Linked DNA regions of Oryctolagus cuniculus: region 1 is linked to region 2. A link is a contact called in public Hi-C data. All regions are on one chromosome and are shown on one strand. The core of a region is the stretch at or near the end of the contact, and the rest is flanking DNA. Distances in the headings are between cores, read along the strand shown.

Region 1 (4,239 bases), core at 458-2,957, 310 kb after region 2:
TAAAAACAGCCTGCAAATGGGAGTGGAAGTGACCGGCCATGGTGCCGGTACTGAGCTTGGGGAAGTGCTGAGTCCATGAATCTACAAGAAGAAGCGGCTGCAGCTGCCACAAAGCCAGACCTCGACTTGGGGCACAGGTGGCCTAGGGGTTGGGCGCACTGGCACATGCCTCGTAGGAAGGGAGACGATGGGAAGCTGACATGTAAGTGGAAGTGGGCATTCAGTGCAGCAATGAACTTGGCCCTGACCTCTGCAGCACTTTCCTGTGTGGCCTTGCTGTCCCAAGCAGCTCACGGTGAATGTGAGTGTGCTCACAGCGCTCCCCACTGCCCCAAGGTGGGAGCTTTTTGCTCTGGAGCTCATTCCCTGAGTGGCTGTCATGGGTACGCTCCAGGAGCCGGGGCACGCAGGTCCTCAATGGTGAGACCAAATACAGTTGAGAACATTAGCAGAGACGGTGGCTTCCCCTACAGCCCTGGCCGACACCTGCACATCACCCTGTGCCCACCTCTCTCAGTCCCTCTGCATCCAGACTCACCCCTCCCATGGATCTTTCCCGGCATGGACATCTGAACTTTTCTCTGCAAACCCTCGTGGCTCCCAAGATAGATTCCAAGTTCAAGTTCAGTGGCCAGCATCAAAGACCTGTCTCTGCCACTATCTCTACCCTCCAGATTAAGGGAGACCCCTGGTTTGGTCTCCAGCGCATTTCTACTTTGTATCTACTAGAGATGAAATAAGTAAGTAATTATCTGCAGTAGACAAGGAGAGCCTGGGGATCATGTTCAAAATTGGGGCTCCCCAAGCAAAGAGAGGTGGGTGTCTTGTATCTTAGGGGAGATGAACACACGAGAAGAGGAGTGCTGCTCCTCACAGGAAGGGAAGCCGCAGGCTCCTGCAGGTGCAGCTGAGAAACGTGCTTAGACCCCCGTGCGTGCTAGGCTACCAAGGCTCTGGCTGCTCCTGGGGCAAAGTGCCCAGAGAAGTCAAATAGTTTCCCCCAACAGCACATAGCTAGGAAGAGGCAGATCTACGTTTGAATACAATACTTTTCCCTCCCCTAAGGTCAACTCCTGGGGCTCTGAGCCCAGGGCCTGGCATTCACTGTGAGGTTGGCGCAAGTGTGCAGAGGGAGTGAGGACCACGACTCACCTAGACATCTCACGGCTCTGCCTCCAGCACCCTCAGGCCCTGAACATCGTAAATGGCAGGCCGGCAGCGCTGCCAGCCTCCGACGGTCCCCCGAGGCTGGAGGAGTGACTCATGCACACACTGAGGGTTGCCAGGATTCACCTCTGCTCAGCCTGGGATCAGCGTGCAGCCTTGGTAGCTGTGGAGACCTGGTGGGCAGCCCCTTGGCTCCACCCACTGGGAGCCAAGGCCAAGGGTGCACCCCCTCCATGACTTTTTCTTATAAACAGGGATGGGCCAGACAGACAAGGCAACCCTGACCTGTCCCAACAGGACGGTGCAGGCAGGTGCCACAGCAGCCCTGGAGTACCCACCAGGACTCCACAACCAGCTTATTGGCCACCCAAGTCCACCTACCACACCCCCAGGTGCAGTTAGCACAGCCATGGCGGGCTCCGTCTCACTGATTATTTGCCTGTAGCATGTATTATTATTTTGATCACTCCGTTAGCAGGAGGAGGGCACCGTGACCCAGGCAGCCTGCACAGTGCCCAGGCATTTCAGCCGCAGCTGGCCCTCTGCTCCATTTGGTCCAGTTCCAACTGTGCTATTGGCTCACTGAGCACGGCTCGCAACAGCGCTGTAAATACTGTTCTCCAAGTCCACTTCTTTCCAGCGTCTTCATCTCTGTGTAGTTCCCACGGCAAGATGTTTCACAACGTCAACTCCCTTGGTCATTTGTTTCTGTTATTAATGCATGCCAAGTAGTTGCCATAGACATTCATGGGATTCCAGACCTGTAAGCTCTTGTATAGTTCCTGTTTGCAATACATGGACACCGAGTTTCATGGAAATATACTTGGATAGACTCCTGGAGAGGCTGGGGCCCGCCTGGGTGGAAGTGGGAGAGATGGTGGTAGTTCACCAGGATGGGGAGGGGATGTCATGCCCGAAGGACCAGGCCCCACTGCAGCTGCCCTTGGAGTCTACTCTGCACACGGAGCAAAGGGGAGCTGTCAAGGGCGTGGTCTCTCTCCACCTCCAGCTGTGCCAGGAAATCTCGCGTGGCACCCACTATTGCGAGAGGACTCGCCCACTGGATCTGGGGCCCATGGGGGAAAGAGAAGTAAGCAAGGAGCAGCAGGCTCCGTTCCACCTCTGGTGCCCAAGGGCCAGGGCCAGTGCCACGTTGGTGGCAGAGAGTCACAAGACCAAGCCCGGGGAAGCTCCGATCCAGCCCCTGCTTTTTCCAGCTCTTCCGGCTCCTCTCCCTGCTCCTCCTCCTCCTTGGGGTGGCCCCGTGGAGCAGGGGGAGCACAAAGAAGGCAGAAGGGAAGCAGCAACCGAAGAAGCGAGGGATGCAGGCTGGGGCGGGGCCCTCACTGGAGCAGTGGCTCAGATCAGCCAGGAGGGAGAGAGTGGCCCAGCCCCGAGGGACAAGCAGGAGCCCTGTGTCCTGGCGTGAAGACCATGGATGAGTGGGAGACAGCGCGGTCCTACAGGAAATCAGACCAAAGAGTGACACAGGGGTCAATAAGCCAAGCCACCCCAGGGGACGGCCTGACCACGCAGGGCCCTGGCTGGCCAGGGGTTGTGGATGGTGCCTGGGACACAGCCTGGAGGCAGGCACAGGTGGCTGCAGGCCCAACGGGTGCTGTTCGCCTGTCTCCTGCGCTTTGGCCTCTGGCCCCGCCCAGCCTCCGCTCTCCCGCAGGACTGGGGGGCGGGGCCCCTGACCCACTCAACACCTCCATCTGCAGGAGCACAGCTTCCCAGGCAGGGAGGCCTCCCTGCTACAGACAGCAAATGAAAACGGAAAGAACCGTCCCTTCTTGGAACACCAGCTCTCCCTTCTTGCCCTGCAGCCCCCACCGGGAACACGGGGATGGCGATGGCGATGCTACTGCGTTCTTCCCGAAGGATGTTTGCGGTTTTCATTCATTCAAGACGTTTTGTTGAAAATCTATTATTTTGGACACCGCACACCGCAGGGGCAGCTCTGGGAAGCAGCGGGTGGCCAGCTGGGCCTGCAGAGACCTAGGCGTGGTCCAGCCAGGAGCTGGAGAAAGATCCAAAGGCATCCCCCTGCTGTTAGCACGGGACAGCCCCAGGCCCTGGCTGCTTCCCAGCCCGGGGGTGGGGGTTGGAGGGCTGCAGCCCCCCACATTTGTGCAGGTTTTCCGGGATGCGTCTGGACAGCGTGCGGACACTCGAATCCACGCTGGCGCTGCCCTTGACTCTGGACACTGCTTTCCGGCCGAGAGTGGGGCTGATGGAGGCGCGGGCTGGCTGGGGGCTGGGGAGCCTCGTGGGCGGGGAGGATGCACCTGTCGGTGGGGGTGGGCGACGCAGGAAGCCTCCGTGAACAGAGCGCCGAGCTGGGCCCTGAAAGAGGAAAAGGCATTCAGTTCTCGCATCCGAGAGGCGGCAAGGGAGGTCGGAAGCAGCGAGGTGCCCCGGAGGCAGGCAGGAGCCACTGGGGCGCCGGGGTGCGCGGGGCGCGTGGGCCAAGAGGAGTGGCGCCGGCGTCAGCAGGTGCGGGACGGAGGCGTCGGCAAGGGCGCACGCTGCCCCCTGGTGGCCAGGATGCTCCCCGCACGACGGCTAGAGCGGCCCCTTTGTTTCGCCGCGGCAGCTCCTGGCGAGGAGGCTTTGCGGGATGCAGGTCCTGGAAGCTTAGGGATTCCAGGTCGGGGGTGACCAAGAGCCAGGAGGACCGAGGTCCCAGTGCCAGCCCGGCTCCTCCGGGTCCGCCCGGAGCCTCAGCTGCCCAGTGTGTACACGTGGGCGGGACACGCAGCGTGCGCCTGAGCATGCTGACCTCAGATGCACACGGACTGCGGCTTTCTTGCAGTCGGTCCCTCGCGGTTCCCCCGGCCTCATCCACACACCAGCTCCCGCAGCAGCGCACGCGGTCTTTGTCTCATCCCTGCCTTAGTTACAACTCCTTGAAGAAATCCACTCACAGGGCTTTGCGAGCTGAGATCTGAGTGTGCGGACAGGCAGGCGAGCTGGGCACACAAGGCATGGCGTCCCCGCCCCTCACTGCCCTGGGCGTCGGTGCGGTGCTGCAGCCCGGGGCACACCTGCCCTTTTCTGGGGCCATCC
Region 2 (4,163 bases), core at 939-3,438:
CAATAACTGGGCTCCTGCCACTCGTGTGGGAGACCTGGATTGTGGTCCTGGCTCCTAGCTTTGGGCCTGGTCCAGCCCTGGATGTTGAAGGTATCTGGATAGTGAACCAGAGGATGGGAGCTCTTTGTTTCCCTGCCTCTCTGATAAATAAAATTGGAAAGGTTTAAAAACACATATTGGATTAAAACTAAGAGAATTCATCACCAGTAGAACCAAACTAAATAAAAACTAAAGATTGCTCTTGAGGCAGAGGCAAAATGATCCTACTTGGAAACATGGATATCTAAAAATGAATGCAATGGAAAGGGTAAATGTATCAGTGAATCCAAATGTACATTTTTCTAAGATTTATTTATTTATTTGAAAGGCAGAGTTACAAAGAGGCAGAGTCAGAGAGAGAAAGGTCTTCCATCTGCTGGTTCACTCCCCAAATGGCCGCAATGGCCACAGCTGGGCTGATCTGAAGCCAGGAGCCTGGAGCTACTTCCGGGTCTCTCACACAGGTGTAGGGTCCCAAGGACTTGGGCCATCCTGTACTGCTTTCTCAGCAGAGAGCGGGATTGGAAGTGGAGTAGCCAGGACTGGAACCAGCTCCCATATTGGACGCCGGATCTGCAGGTGGTGGCTTTACTGGCTATGCCACAGTGCCAACCCCTCAAATGTACATTGACAATAAAATAATATTAATATATCATGGTGCTTAAAATATACTTTAGAATTCCAAAATATCCAATTGCTGCTTATACACCAAGGATGAAAAAAGACTCAAAAGTAAAAGAATGAAAAAAACAGACCGTAAAACACCAACCACAAAAACACATGCAGGAAACATCACTAGAGATAAGAAACATTTCTTTTTTTATTTTATTTTTTTATTTTTTGACAGGCAGAGTTAGACAATGAGAGAGAGAGAGATAGAGAAAGGTCTTCCTTTTCCATTGGTTCACCCCCCAATGGCTGCTGCGGCCAGCGCACTGGGCTGATCCGAAGACAGGAGCCAAGTGCCTCTCCTGGTCTCCCATACGGGTGCAGGGCCCAAGCACTTGGGCCATCCTCCACTGCCTTCCCGGGCCACAGCAGAGAGCTGGACAGGAAGAGCAGCAACCGGGACAGAATCCGGCGCCCTGACCGGAACTAGAACCCGGTGTGCCCGCGCCACAGGCAGAGGATTAGCCTATTGAGCCTCGGCACCGACCATAAGAAGCATTTCTTAAAGATAAAAGGGTCAGGGCCAGTGTTGTGGCAAACAAGCAAAGCCGCTGCCTGCCAACCCTGGCATCCCATTTGGATGCCATTTCATGTCCTAGATGCGCTACTATGGATCCAGCTCTCTGCTATGGCCTGCGAAAAGCAGCAGAAGATGGCCCAAGTCCTTGGGCCCCTGCTACCTACATGGGAGACCTGGAAGAAGCTCCTGGCTCCTGGCTTTGGCCTAGCCCAATCCCGGGCATTGCAGCAATCTGGGGAGTGAACTAGCAGATGAAAGATTCTCTCTCTTTTTTTCTGATTTGCAAGTAAATAAATTTTAAAAGATGAACGTGTCGAATTACCAGAATATATAACAATTCAAAATATGTAAGCATCTAGCAGATGTTAAAGGCATATAAAGCAAATTCAGAGAAATGAAGCAATTCACAGCTGTAGTGGAAGATTTTTAGTACACTCCCCTCAGTAACTGATGGGACATGCTGACATCATTTAACTGACAGCATGAAGAGACCAAAACACTCAGTAAGGATACATGCCTTCAGAGGTGTCAATACGGCATGACGCAGCTTTGACCTAATCGGCAAGTATAGTATACTGGACCCCAAACTTCCGCATCACTTAACAGATCTGCGTTCCTTCTCAACCAAGCATCAAGCATCTTCTTGCTCCCTCTACCCTCCCTCTCGCTTCAGCCTCCCACCTCCCCAGACGCCACAGAGCGGCGGGCTCCCTGGTCCCTCTCCTGTCCTCCTTCCTCGCCCATCCCCACGTCCCTGCCTGCCCGCACGGTGGCCCGCTCTAGCCCTTGGCACCATTTCCAAGGTGGGACCCTGGTGGTACCTCTCGGTCCGCACCGCACTGCCCCCAGCTCACAGCAGCCCCCCTTGCCGCCCACTCAATCAGCTCAGCACCCCCCTATGCGCGCAGTGGTCTCACTCCAACACATAGCAGCGCCCCCCCCGCCCCAAAATGGTCCAGCCCTCCCACCCCCTCCTTGGCCGCTGGTTGCTGAGGGCCACAGTGGTGGCTGCGTGACAGAACCCACAATGGCGGCAAAAGACCAGAGGCAGAAGCAGGGCCAGGGGCGGGCGCGCTTCGTCTGTGTGACCCGCTTCGGCTCGCACCAGTGTGGCAGCGTCTTGCAGCTGGGCGGCCGCCAGTCTCAGGGGGTTTCGTGCCCGGGGCTGGAGGCACACGACAACAACGAGGAGGAGCCGCTGCCACCGGAAGCCGCGGTGGCGGCCCCAGCGGCCCCGGGCCTGGGCGCTGAGGCCTCCACCTCCTCCCAGGGGCCGGCGCTGCGAGTGCGGAGGAGCCGCGGGCCGCCGGCGCGTGCAGGTGGCCGGGGCGCCGGGGCGGGGCGGGGCGGCCACCTTGTCCCGGCGTCTGAGGGCCCAGGGCGGCCCTGGTGTCGGTGGCTTCTCAGGCCGCGGGTGAGCGGTCGGTCTGGTCAGCCGGCCAGGCCGAGGCTGCCCGTCCGTCTGTGAGGAGGCCGTAGGCTGGGGGTGGCCGGAAAAGCCCTTAATTCACTTGCAAGGCTGCTCTGCAAAATGGCGGCCGCGGTAGAGACGAGGGTCCTGCAAGGCGACGTGATGGAGCGGAAGCCACTGAGGGCCGCCAGGGTTTTGAGGCCCTGGCTGCTCTTGGCTCCTTTGAAATTGTTCAGCAGGGGCGACTGGCATGCGCAGGGCGTTGTCAGCCCGTGTGAAAGCAGCCAGTGCCTTTCCACTTCTCCTGTCTGCTTTGGTGTCATTCAGGAAGGCTTTCAGGAAGACTTGTCTCCTTATAGAGTTTACCAGATTACTAAGTTTATTTCTATGAATTTGATCTATTTTTGCTGTTGTCCATAAGGGTTCCTGGTCCGTGATGCCCTCTGTGTACGGAAAGCGTGTTGCTCAAAAAGATGAATAAGTTAAAATCAGTTTTGTTTAAGATTACATTGTGCACGGGGCCTGCACTGTAGTGCGGTGGGTTAAAGCCCTGGCCTGCAGCACCAACATCCCATAGGAGCACTGGTTCAAGTCCGGGCTGCTCCACTTCTGCTCTGGCTCTCTGCTATGGCCTGGAAAAGCAGTGGAAGGTGGCCCAACCTTGGGTCCCTGCACCCTCTTGGGAGACCTGGAAGATGCTCCTGGCTCCTGGCTTTGGATCTACTCAGCTCTGGCTGTTGCAGCCATTTGGGGAGTGAACCAGTGGATGGAAGACCAATTCTCTCTCTCTCTCTGTCTCTCTCTCTGTAACTCTTCTTTCAAATAAATAAATCTTAAAAAAAAAAAAAAAAAGATTACAATGTGCAGCTGGTTAAGCTACTGCCTATAATGTAGAGTCCCTGCCACTCCACTTCCCATCCAGCTTCCTGTTAAGGTGCCAAGTGCTTGGCTCTCTGTCCCCCAGGTGAGAGACCCCGCAGGAGTTAGTGGCTCCTGGCTGCAGCCTGGGGCCATGTGATGAGTGAACCAGCAAATGGAAGAGCTCTGTCTTTGTCTTTCTCGCTGCTCCCTACACTCTCTTGCTCTGTTACTCCGCCTTTCAAATAAATCTGAAAAAATATGTATGTTTTGAGAATGCTTGACAGATTTACATGTTCTAGTCACTACCCGCACGTCGTGATGTGGAGCATTCCCCTCACCTTAGGGGCTCTTGACTCTCTTTGAGAGCCCTTTCCTCTACTTGCACCATTTTTTTTAAACAGGTTAACTGAGATATCATTCACAATGCATGCAGTTCAACCACTTAAAGGACACAATTTTGTAGTTTTTGCCTATTCACAGAATTGTGTAGCCATCACTGTAATCTATTTTAGAATCCTGTACTGATTTAGCAGTCATGCACCATTCCCTCTCACTTCCACTAACCCCAAATTCCAGCCCTGAACTAGCACTTGCCTACTTTGTGTCTCCATAGATTTTCTTTCTTTGAAGATTTCATTTAAATGGAATTATCCAATGTGCAGG

What was found. Hi-C and Micro-C count contacts between places; a contact is called where the count stands out from the background.
Region 1: a Hi-C map of an unstated tissue shows a contact between it and region 2, with 2.7 times the contacts expected there. The contact joins the enhancer-like site here to the promoter of C6H5orf47 in region 2. A contact is called at or near these places in 2 of 6 Hi-C or Micro-C datasets (ear pinna and an unstated tissue).

The regions. Positions count from the first base shown.
Region 1 is chr6:60,731,089-60,735,327 of mOryCun1.1, forward strand. No RefSeq gene overlaps it. Among named protein-coding and RNA genes, the nearest start is that of NSG2, 260 kb to the left of the region's middle. Within about 2 kb of position 1,708, at least 1 of the 8 cell types and tissues checked has an H3K27ac peak or open chromatin away from gene starts, as enhancers often do.
Region 2 is chr6:60,418,088-60,422,250 of mOryCun1.1, forward strand. It overlaps C6H5orf47 (chromosome 6 C5orf47 homolog), which reads left to right and starts at 2,189. Exons shown (of 7, transcript XR_011389906.1): 1 at 2,189-2,547.